Linked DNA regions of Bos taurus: region 2 is linked to region 1. The links are chromatin contacts, called in public Hi-C maps. All regions are on one chromosome and are shown on one strand. The core of a region is the stretch at or near the end of the contact, and the rest is flanking DNA. Distances in the headings are between cores, read along the strand shown. Region 1 has its middle 22 kb from the start of MIR3533. Region 2 holds the start of BAHCC1 (BAH domain and coiled-coil containing 1).

The links. Hi-C and Micro-C count contacts between places; a contact is called where the count stands out from the background.
Region 2: a contact with region 1 is called in a Hi-C map of skeletal muscle, with 2.6 times the contacts expected there. The contact joins the promoter of BAHCC1 here to the enhancer-like site in region 1. A contact is called at or near these places in 3 of 11 Hi-C or Micro-C datasets (skeletal muscle, skin fibroblasts and an unstated tissue).

The regions. Positions count from the first base shown.
Region 1 is chr19:51,280,291-51,285,822 of ARS-UCD2.0, forward strand. No RefSeq gene overlaps it. Among named protein-coding and RNA genes, the nearest start is that of MIR3533, 22 kb to the left of the region's middle. Within about 2 kb of position 2,196, at least 88 of the 102 cell types and tissues checked have an H3K27ac peak or open chromatin away from gene starts, as enhancers often do. A contact at or near this core is called in skeletal muscle and skin fibroblasts, where this site is marked.
Region 2 is chr19:51,358,741-51,365,140 of ARS-UCD2.0, forward strand. It overlaps BAHCC1 (BAH domain and coiled-coil containing 1), which reads right to left and starts at 2,761. Exons shown (of 28, transcript XM_059878615.1): 1 at 1-2,761.

The DNA.
Region 1 (5,532 bases), core at 946-3,445:
TATCATAACTATTGCCTATTTTCTATTGAAGTACTGCTGTTTCTCCTCTATGGTTAATAAAGACTCTCTGCTGTGTTGAGAATGTTATCGCTAATGTTTCTTCGTGTATGTTATACACAGTGGCCTGGCCTATTGCCACAGCTCTGGTGTGTAGCTGGGAGGAGGGTCAGCCTTGATCTGAAAGGTGGTCTGCAGATTTTTTGGATTTATATTCACTATTTTATTGTCAACAAATACTTAGAGAAGGCCTCCTGGGGGCCAGGCAGGATATAGTCGGAAACATAATGGCAGAAAGAACTCACATCCTAGTAGGGGGAAACAGACTCTTAAAACAAGGAAACTGCTTTGCATTGGAGGCGGACGCTAGCTATAGAGAAGCAAAGCTGGAACTGGGACGGAGGGCACGGGGACTGGGGCGGAGGTGAAAATTTTAAGGGGGTTAGAGGAGAGCCCTCTGAGAAGACAACATTTGAACAAAGATTAAAAGGAGGAGATAGATGGAGGGGTAAAGAGAGATGGATAATGCGAAGGCCCCGGGGGGGAGTGCAGGTCTGGGTGAATTCCAGGAACTATAGGAGAAGCTATCTGGAATCTGGGGTTATGAGATGCTGGTGGACTCAGCAGGGAGTTAAGATGATCAGGGCAGCGGGTTCGCTCAGGGCTGAGTAGACAGCTGGAAACAGTGACTTACAGGGTTCTAAGGATATTGAGGCAGATCACACCCAGCGCTGGGTCCACAGGCCCTTGGGAGGACCTCCTGGTCTGCTCTGTTCTCCCTACTCTCTGGGAGTTGGGGTTTCTGATCCATACCCAGGAAGCTCTTGGGGAGCAAAGGCCCAGGCCTGGTGACAGGAAGGGTAGGGAGATGGCGGTGATGGGTTTTACCCAGTCACATGTCCCTGCAGCTGGGGGGTGGGGGGCACTGTGCACAGGGGCGAGGTGCTGCTAGCCCTGCCTGTTCCCAGGAGGGAGTGGGGGACAGCACCTGCTCACCAGCCCTCTCACTCAGCCCCTTCTCCTTTCTGGAGGTGCTGCGGGCCTGGCCTGCCTCTTGGGGGCTGCCCTGGGGCCTCAATCTCGGTCTACTAGGGGTCGGTCACATGCGAGGGGCTGAGGCTTTCGATCCCCGCGGCCTTTGTGCAGAGCTCCGCCTCGGCCACCTGCGCTGGCCTGGGGCGGAAGCAGCAGCACCCTCCGTCGGTCCCGCTGAGCGATCCAGCCGGACGGGTAGGGAGGGGGCGGGGGTCTTCCAGGGGCCAGGCTCCCCAGGGAAGGGACAAGATTCTGTCCAGGAAGAGCCCTGATCCCCCGAAGGCCCTTCAGAACCCAGGATAAGTTATCTCCCTAGGAGAGGGGCGGGGTCGCGGCCGCCCTTGATTCTATTAGTTATTCCCCGAAGCAGAGATGACTTAATGAAAATTCTCCTGAAGCCTTTTCTTTTAACCTTGCCGCTCTGCTGCGGGGTAGGGGGAGGGGAGGGAGAAGGGCGGAGAGAAGGGAGGAAAGGGAGGAGGGGAGAATGGAGAAAGGGCGGGAGGGGAGGGAGAGGAGGGGAGGGGAGGGGAGGGAGGGGAAACCCGACGCGGGGGTGGGGGAAGGCCAGCCTGAAGTCGGGACGGGGGTTCTGGGACGCGATCGGCCACCGAGAGCCCTCGCCGCTCCCAAGTGCGGCCTCCCCACGACCGCACGCAGGGCTGACAGGGACCTCCGCCACTGCGGCCTCGCGGGCCCAGGGGCTCCTTTGTCTATGGATAAAAGGGACCCCTCTCGCAGCCAGATGTCGTCCACGGGCTCTGAGGGGGCCATCTCATAAATTCTAAGTCTCCCTTTTGTATTGAAGCGTTTATTCTCTTACAATAACGACAGTAGTGCAGTAATAGGGGCTTTCACCTCCCGGTCCTAGTTGAAGGGACCGGGGGATGCGTGGGTTGCGGGGCCTCGGAGAGGGCGGGCGAGCACCGACCATCGGTCAGGGCAGGGGACTGCACGACTAGGGAGGGACGGCGCATCTGCAGGACCCCCTGCTCGCGCTCCCCAGGACTAAAGCCAGGAGGGAGAACAGGTTCGCACGCGGCACGAGAACCCCACCAGAACCCAGGGGCTCACCGCGGCGAACCCCGGAGCGGCGGGGGCGGGGCCGTGCGCATGGTTCAGCGCGCGTGCGCCCGCTGCAGCGCGCCAGCATTGGTCGCCGGGAAACCGCCTCTGTGATTGGTCCGAGCGAATGCGCTCTTGGCCAATGGGCGCGCGGCTCCCAGATCGCCCAGCCGCGGGGGCGATGGCAGTAGGGCCCGGGTGGCGGGTCTGATTGGGGCCAGCTCTGTGGTTCCTGGGGTCTCTCTTTAACCTTCCTCTGCCGCCCTTCAGTAAGGGAAGTGAGCCCGCGATTCTTGTCGACCCCCGCCCCCCTCAAATAATGGGCCTGTGCACAGAACCGAAGTCGGCCTGACGTGAAGCCCCCGCCCCACCCAGTGCTGGCCGGGAGTTGCCCTGGGCCTTAGAAAGTTAGTAGACGAGACATTTCCCAAAACCAACAGTGTCACCACAGATTACCCGTGGTCTTTTCTAGGTGGTGGAGTTGGAGATGAATACAAACTTTTTCTTCTCTGTAGCTTATAAATTGTTTAATCTGCCAGGCTCCTCTGTCTATGAGATTTCCCAGGCAAGACTATTAGAGTGGACTGACATTTTCTTCTCCAGGGGAATCTTCTTGACCCAGGGATTGAACTGGCATCGGCAGGGGAATTCTTTACCACTGAGCCACCTGGGAAGCTGGCTTACAAATTAGTTTCAACAGATATGTTTTGTATTGAAAATATTACTTTAGGACCTTACTGGTGGAGCAGTGGATAAGAATCTACCTGTCAATGCAGGGGACATGGGTTTGATCCTTGGTCCGGGAAGATTCCACATGCTGAGGAGCAACTAAGCCCATGCACCACAACTACAGAGCCTGCATACTACAACTACTGGAGCCTGCACACTCTAGGCCTGAGAGCCATAAGCCATTGAGCCCCTGTGCTGCAGCTACTGAAGCCCATGCCCCTAGCTGGAACTCATGCTCTGCAATAAGAGGAAGTCACCACAATGAGAAGCCCATGCACCCAAGTAGAGAGTAGTCCCCACTCTCCAGAACTAGATAAAGCCGGAGTGCAGCAATGAAGTGCAACCAAAGATAAATAATTTTAAAGAAGAAAATATTACTTAAAAAAATTTTTAATGATGATGAAAGTAACAAGTGTTGGTTAGATTGTAGAGAAATTTGAGCCCTCATAAAGTGCTGGTGCAGCCTTACCTAAAACAATTAGTCCATCCTCACTCCTCTTGAGCAGTGGCTCGAACAAATAAATACTTGTAAGTCAATGTATCTTGTAACATTATCACAGTAGGGAAAAGATCCATCAACAAATGAATGGATATAATATGGTTTATCCATATAAAGGAATACTACTCAGCCATGAGAAGGAATGAAGTTCTGACACACACTGGAACACGGATGGACATTGAAGACACTATGCTAAGTGACATACTGAATCAGATCAGCTCAGATCAGTCGCTCAGTCGTGTCCGACTGAATAGTGAAGTGAAAGTCGCTCAGTTGTGTTTGACTCCTTGCGACCCCATGGACTGTAGCCCACCAGGCTCCTCTGTCCATGGAAATTCTCCAGGCAAGAATATTGGAGTGGGCAGTCATTCTTTTCTTCAGGGGATCTTCCAGAACAGGGATCGAACCTAGGTCTCCTGCATTGCAGGCAGAGTCTTTACCATTTGAGCCATCAGGGAAAAGCACAAGTATTGTATGACTTCATTTACATGAAACACCTAACCTTGGCAAATTCAGGGAGACAGACAGTAGATTAGAGGTTATGAGATAGGGAAGAATGAAGAGTTACTGCTTGGTTGGTACAGAGTTTCTCTCTGGGATAATGCAAAAGCTCAGGAAATGGATAGTGGTGGTGGTTACTGAACACTGAGAATGTACTAAATGCCATTGACCTGTATACTTGATAATGGTTTTAAAATGACAGATCTTGTTATATATATTTACCACAATTTAAAAAATTAATGATGCAACATCCCCAAACTATGGAATTGTACACTTTAAAGGGGCAAATTGTATGGAGTATGCGAGTTATATTCGAAACAGTATCTGCCTTCTCTGCTCTCAAAGTGCTCTGGGCCTGGGTGTGGCAGGATTTGAGTTTGGAGGTATTGATTACTCCTGGGGAGGTGGGGGTGGCTAATACCCCGATGCTTTACCTGGTGTGTGTGCTACTCTTCACCTCACTTGGTGAGCTGTGAGGAGCAGAGTGCTGTGAGGAGCAGAGTGCCTCACGGGGCAGCTCCCTTTTTGGTTCCCAAGTTATCTGAGATCCAATCAAGAATACGGGGCGCCGAGAGGGTCCCCAGGCTGGATCCAGGCTGGATCCCCTACAACCGGTGCGCCCCACCCCCACCCCCACCCACCCCCGCCTGCTCTTCGGGTCCACAGGTCTGCCGTCGTTCCTGCCGCAGCCGCTGGAGGGCGCCCCAACACCGCTCCTGCCGGCCGCTGGCTTTCCCCCGCCCTCCACCACTGAGCCCTCGGCGGCGAAGGAGGTTGATCTCCTGGTTCACGTCAGGGCGGTAGAACCAAGTGTGGGAGCGGGCGGGCGGCGACTTCCGGCCCTGAGACTGCACTGCAGCTGGTGAGGTCGGGGGCGAAAATGTAGCAAAGGCTCAGTGGAGAAAGCAAACGCAGTTCCTTGCTCCCAGGACCCCGTGCCTGCCTGTTAACTGCTCCTCTGCAGGCAAACCTGTACTAATCCCACCTCCCGAGGGGGTGCCTTCCAGGTGATCTGAACACTCACTTCCCTGAAGACAAGGCACTAGATGGCCAAGACCTGGCATGCCTCTGGGGTCCCTGTGCCCCATATTCAACACCTCCATGCCTCAAAACTTGACCTATGAGGGAGGTGAGGGGTCTGAGTTTGGGGGTCCTCAGCAGGTGACATGCAAGCAAGAACCAAGACATGGACGGCCGCCCTCTCCCGGCCCTCCCCGCGTCTCCTCCCCTAGCAGGACTTCTGGTTAGAGCAACCCCCGGGGATTCAGACTGGGTGCCAGTGGCCTCACCAGGAAAGGACAGCATCCACAGTGAAATTATCACAGGGCTGTGGCAGCTGCAAGGGTCTCCTCTTCATCTCCCAGTGAAATGACCCTGGTCCCAAGCTAACTTCTGGAAGTGGGACCCTCAGCCAGTCCCCGGGCCCAGACACTGGTCAGTGTCCTTTCTCAGCCTCTGCCCCATGGAGGTCTCCTGCTGACCGCTCTGTCCTCCGTGGAAGCTGCTGCTGAGACACCGTCTGCCCCAGGTGGCCCAGTAACAGTCATTTGACATCAAGGGACAGACGTGGTCTGGCTGTCCAGGGTGACAGTGACATCATCACCACCATGGCATCTGAAGAGCAGAGCAAAGGTACTTTGGAGAGAGCCTGTGCCAGGGTGGCAGCTGGTGGGGGAGGGGAATCTTGGCCCAACTCACAGAAACTC
Region 2 (6,400 bases), core at 1,511-4,010, 79 kb after region 1:
CAGACGCTGAGTGTGAAACGACGAAGCAAGCAACATAAACTGAACAGCTGTGCGCCCGCGTGGACTTCTTTCATTTTGCACATCTCTCATTTCCTCAATCTGCATTGTTTTAACGTTTCATATCACTTCGAACAAAAGGGAGATGGGCAGGCTCAATATTCTTAACAGTGAACTTTGCATAAAGTCTTCGCATTTTTTTTAGTCGTCCCACCGTGACAACAAAGCGATTAAGATGTTTTCCATTTTGTGAATACCATTTTAAATTACTATATTTAATGCTACAGGTTCTACACGTCTTATTTGCAGACTGTTTTGTGTTTGATTTAATCTATAACCGAAAACATAATGTATTAAGCGAATACATATTTGCTCAGCTGATAAGCTTTTTAATATTTATTCGGAGAGCTTTTGCATTGTAAATAAACGGGACCTACACAAAGAGTTCTCTTTGTCTCTCAACTTCCTACAAAGGGGTTTTGGGCTTCCTCCCCTCTAGGGATCGTCAGCTCTCTACCCCGGTCTAACAAATCTCTCGACTCGCCGCCGCTCGGGCCTACTGAGCGAACGCCTGGCCTCAGGACCGGGAGAGCGCCGGGCGAGGGGGCTGCCCGCGCTGGGGTCAGGGGAGGGAGGGGCTGCCCGCGCGGGGCTTAGGGCCTCCGGGCAGCAGCGAGCTGCGAGCCGGGGGGCACGGGGCGGGACAAAGGGAAAGAAGGAGGGGAGGGAGGTCGAGAACCTGCGGCTTCAAAGGCGCCGAAGGCCCGCGGCTGCGCGCACGGGGGGTGGGGGGCTTCCCAGCGGCCTCCGGGGAATCGCTTATACTATGCTTTTGTTTTGTGGGGTTTCTTTTTTCCAATAAGAAATTCCAAAATTGTCGAGAAAGGGAGTTGCTCTCGATTCTCGGGACGCGGGCTTGGCTACCAGCAACAGCTTTAATCTTCACCTTCTGTGGGCCGGACCGATCCTTCCCCACCAGCCCGCCAGACTGTTTACTCGGAAGGGGATGGGTTGTTGTCGCCCCTCCGTGCCGCGGAGATTCTCACCAGGTCAGAGGGGCTTTCCTTTGTGTTCTTTGCTCCGGGCAAGAGGCCGCGCCGCGCCTCCCAGTCCGCCAGAGAGCGGCTCCCGGGGGCCTGCGGAGCACAAGCCCGGCAGGGAGAGGGGCGGCGACGCGCGGCCGCCGCCGCCTGGGCCCGGAGTCTCGGATCCCAGGCGCCGCCATCCGCGAATCCCAGGGCTCCGAGCGGCCTCCCCCCAGCGCCAAGAGAGACCGCAGCTCGCGTAGGGCCAGACTCGGAAAGGACACCGAGCGAAAGCGGTGGCGTGCCGGGGGCCCCCGCGCCGGCTGGAAAATCGCTGACAAGGGTATTTTGGAGAGTCGAACCTCGAAATGCCGGGTCCTCCCCAGGACTCCGCGGCGCGATCCCAGGAGTCGCCCGTCTCTCTGAGCGTGGCTCGAGCGCTCCAGGATTGTGGGAGCGGCTCCTTCGGTTTTACTTCGGTTTTAAACAGCGAAAACCCTCCCTTTGCTTCGGTCACCCGCATCCTCCGGCGCCGTCTCCCGGTGCGCTGGCGCTGTGGGGGCCGCAGGCTGGGCTGGGGCCCGCGCACACCCGGCGCAGCTCGGAAGCCGCCGTAGAACCCGCTCCCTGCGAAACGGTCGAGCCCGACACCCACCCTACCCCCGCCAGGAGAGGCCCGAGGCCCGTGGCCTCTCCGCGCCCCCGCACCCCAAGGCGCACCCGCCCGCAGATGCCGCCTCAGGGGTGGTGGTCTGAGCCCTGCACGCCGCCCGGAATGCGGTCGGTGAGAAAGCCACTTTGCGCTGGCCTCGCTTGGCCCCCTCCTCCACCCTCAGCCGCCCCGGAAATTTTTTTCTGAAATGTCCTGAAATGAATTAGGCTCTGGAAAGCGAACCCCCACGAACCTCGCCGTTACCCCTCTCCGCCCGATCCCTAGCCCCGCACGCCGCTGGCGGCCGGCAAGACCCTTTGGTAGGCGGCTCGGCCGCCTCGGCCAGCGCGAGCCAGCCGGTTCCCGGAGCCGTGGAGCGACCGGGCGGGGCTGACCCAAGGCTGCTCGGGGAAGAGGAGCAGCGTGGGGGGGGGGGGGGGTGCAAACAATTGGGGTTCATTCGTGGTGCCGCCAAAGCCAGGAGCGCGTTGGCTGCGTCGGGGACCTCGCCGACTGTCTAGCCGGAGCGGCCCGCGCGGCTTTCGCCGGACGCAGCCTGGCGGTCCCTGTCCTGTCGCGATTATTTATTTTTAATACTGGGTGTCGATCGACACAACAAGCGCTCAGAGCAAAGCAAGGACGCATTACGGGGGGAATTTTAAACCGATCGATAAGATTTTTCAGAGGGGGAAAAAAAATCGCTCTTACATATAGTCCATTAAAAAAAAAAAAGCCTGTTCGACATTATAACGGATTTTTAAAAAGGGAAGATATATACTTCTTAACATCGCAACCCTGAATTTCTCTTACTAAAAAAAAAAAAATTGTAAATCCCCAAAGCCAAAATAAAAATAAAATAATAAAAATACAAAAACAAAAAAAAAATGAAAGCAATTTCAGTTACTTACTGGAGGTTGTTTCCTGGATACAATTGAATGCAATACAATTAAACCAGTAAATGTGACTTTGTTTTGTATTCCTATTGGTATTTTCAATGTGCTGACTGTTGCACTGTAAATGCACCGCTTCCACAACAACGACTCTAGCGAGCCCATCCAGAGCGGCTCTCAAACCTGCAGCCCGGCGCGGCGAGCCACGGGCCCTGCATACTAATAAGCTCGTGCCACTCAGCCCGGAGCAGCCGGTGCGCTGATTGGCCGCGCGGCCCTCCGCGGCCGGGAGCTCGTGCCACTCATTCGGCGTAAACAGGCCTCCCAATAGGCTGGCGCCGGGCCAGGGAGCTGCCAATCAGGGAGCAGCAGGGCTACTACCAAGCCCGATGGCGCCTAATTCAAGCCCGGCGACTGCGCAGCTCCTTTGCGCAGATCGTTGCTGCTGAATGGGAATGTGTTGGCGCAGGGCGGGAGAGGGAGCAGGGGCGAGTGGGAGCGCTTATCCACGCCGAGGGGAAGGCTTTTGCTTTTTTTTTTTTTTTTAATTTAACCCAGCAGGTCTAACGTTTGGCGTCCGGTGCACAGAGGCCAGATGATACAGCAACACGCGTTGAAGCAGATGCTTTTTAAAATACTTGGGATGTCTGGCAGGTGGCTAAACCCCGCACAGGTAGGCCCGAGATCCAAGCATAGAGGCCTCCTCGGGTTGCCTGGCCCTACTACCACTTCGAGGCCTCCACCTGCTCTGACCAAGCTCAGGAATGCCTGCACTCTCGAAGTCTGGGTACCACAGACTCTTGAGTCACCGGCCTTGTCCTCTCCTCCTCTTGCCCCAGGGATCAGAATCTGGGGAGAAGTTCTTGTGTCTCTGGCCACGTATCTGCCGTCCCTCAGTTTTTATTCCCCTTGGCTATATTTTTGCAACGGAGCACTGATGAAAATGAAAATCGGGGATTTAATGCCATGACAAAGATTGCCCTTTCTTCATCTGCAACTAGATTTTAAAAATACGTTCACCTTGATACCCACAGTGTGCAAACCATGCGCAGTATTTTTCAATGTCACTCTCCTGCATATCTGCTAAATTCTTGCCCTAAATAAAAAAGCCACTAAACAAATATCTTCATCGTAATCAGATGCAAACTACTTTTTAGGTTATTCTCCAAATATTTCTGTTAGAGTTTGGTTTCCCAACGATCCTATTTATGCTCGGGAGTCAAGTCTATGTCTTAGTGGCGATGGATACATTATTTTTACTCCTCCAGGTGCAGCTCTGCTTCCCCCTCAGGGGGGACAAAAATGGTATTTAAACTAGATGCCAACCACCTCAGTCACGCGCGGTAGAAATTATCCACCGGCTCATTCCGGTAGGGACCGCCGCTGCCGTCGCCGCTGCTAAGTCACTTCAGTCGTGTCCGACTCTGTGCGACCCCATAGACGGCAGCCCACCAGGCTCCTCTTTCTGGGATTCTCCAGGCAAGAATACTGGAGTGGGTTGCCATTTCCTTCTCCAATGCATGCATGCCATGCTAAGTCGCTTCAGTCGTGTCCGACTCTGTGCGACCCTATGGACACAGCCCACCAGGCTCCTCCGTCCACAGGATTCTCTAGGCAAGAATACTGGAGTGGGTTGCCATTTCCTTCTCCACCGGTAGGGACAGGAACGGGTTAAGCCAGAGGCCTTCTGTTGTCACCTTTCTTTCCCCGCCCCCCCGCCCGCTCCCTGGGGACCGCCAGGATTGGCTGGCACTCGGCCAGCAGGCTGTCAATCACCGAGTGTAAACAAGGCGCTGATTGGCTGTTGTCCAGTCCGCACAGGGCCTCCTGAAAAAAGCAATTACTGGCTCCGCGGTTTCAAGGCGGCCCCAGGCCGCTTGATGAAAGGAGATAAGCTGGGGACCGTTTCCAGGACCCCCGCGGGCCGACCCTGGCAGCCTTGGAGCCGAGGTGCGGCGAAGAGCCTGCGGATCAAAGGAATCCAGAGAGAAAGGGGAAGCCGGGCGCGCGGCTCCGGCCGGCCTTCCCCCGCGGGCATCTCTGACCTGGGTAGGGGCTTGGGCCGCGGGCGGGGCTCCGGAACTGGGAGCCCGCTTTGGGCAGCGCGGCCGGGCAGCTCCGGAGAGTCCGGGGCTGGCAGGTAAGCGCCTAGCTCCGCGGCCCGGGCCTAGGACGCAGGACTCGGCCGGCGCGGTCCTGAGTCCCGGCTCCAGCGACACCCCTGCCAGGTGACGTGGACCCCTGTCCCCCACGGCCTGAGCCCCTCCCTGGCCAGTCCTGAAGCCCGTGCCTTCGGAAGCCACCGGGGTGGCGCGCGTCTGCAGCCGGAGAGGAGGCGGCACGTATAAATCCATAAAGTGCTCGGAGATCCGATTAGCGCACGGCTATTCATTAGGCCGGGGGCGATTGAATTAGGTCCCGGGTGCGGGCCAGAGGAGGGGTGCCGGCGCGGGTTGGGCGCAGCCGCCAATGCGGGGCGTGGGGTGGGGGGGACGGTTCTGGCGCAGACCTCCGGGCTTGGGCCGTGGCTTCCGGAGGAAGAAGTCAAAGCATCGGCTCCGGAGCGAGTTGAGGGGACGGGTTCCTCCAAGTCCTGCCCCAGCGGGTGCTTGCGGGGGCGGCCGGCTTCCTATGCACACCGTGCAAAGCCAGCCTGAGCCCGGCCCGGCTGCGGAGAAATCGCGTCCTCGGAAGGGTGGGCGGGCGGGAGAGGCGGCCATGGCTCCCGGATCCAGCGCAGGGCCAGGAGCAGCCGGAGCTAGGGCTGGGAGCGGCTAGCTGTGCAGTCCCGGTCCCGGAGCACACCGGCCTCGCACCGCCTCCTCGGAACCGGTGACCTGGCACGCTGAGACTGCCTGTTCCGCACGCCCAGGGGTCCCGCCAGCTTCCCGTAGCCCTCGGAGTCCTGACCCCCAGCAGGGTGCTTCTCGCCTCCGGACGTTTGGAATCTGGGTTCCGGATTACTGTCTCTGATGAGCTTGTTTTCTGGCGCAGAAACTTTTTCTTATAACTGAAGTTTTTAAGCTCCACTTGAAATTTTTAAAAATGAGAAAAAAGTGTATGAGAGAAAAATCCTCCACCCAAGAGAAAGAATACCTTGCCTACCCTCAATGTCCCTGTAGTTGCGCCTAGCTCCCTAAGCGCCGGCCAGCGCGGGCCCCAGGGGTGCGCTGGAGTCGGAAAGGGGCTCAGCCTTGGACCACCACGTGGGGGAAGGGCCTCCAGGCCCCCACTCTCCGTCCGAGAGTGTGAAGAAGGGCTCCCAAACCCCCATCCCCCACTGGCAAAATATTGTCTGAGGGTCCTGGAGCCTGGCTGATGGGCCCCACCCTAGGCATAATCCAAGATGTGCAGGCTGCCAGCGAGATGGAAGGACAGAGGATGGCACGGCTCGGGTCCTCCCTGCCCTCGGGAAGGCTGGTTCAGATCCTTCCAGCTCGCCACCGCCAAATTCCTAATTCAGTGGGAGAGAACTGGCTTTCAGAAAACCCACTGCTGTCCCCGGCCCCTCCCGGCCCATCCGGAGAGAGAGGCTGCTTGCCTAGGGGAGGCGAAGCACAGCCCCCTGTCCACTTGGCTTCCTCCCCCTCCTCCTCTCCCTAGCATCACTTGAAAACAAATCTAGTGGGGTTTTTTTTTTTTCCTTAATACTGTTTCAAAACAGTTGTTACAGCAAATAGCTGCAGACGGGCCTGCTGGATGCGGCAGGGGCTGGCAGCTGCCCAGCTCAGGCGCCTGGCCGCTCAGCAGCTCCCGCAGTACCAAAATAAGCTCCCTGTGTTCCCCTTCAGAAAACGCGGCCTACCGAGGCTCCGGCCGGCCGGGGCATGTTTGGC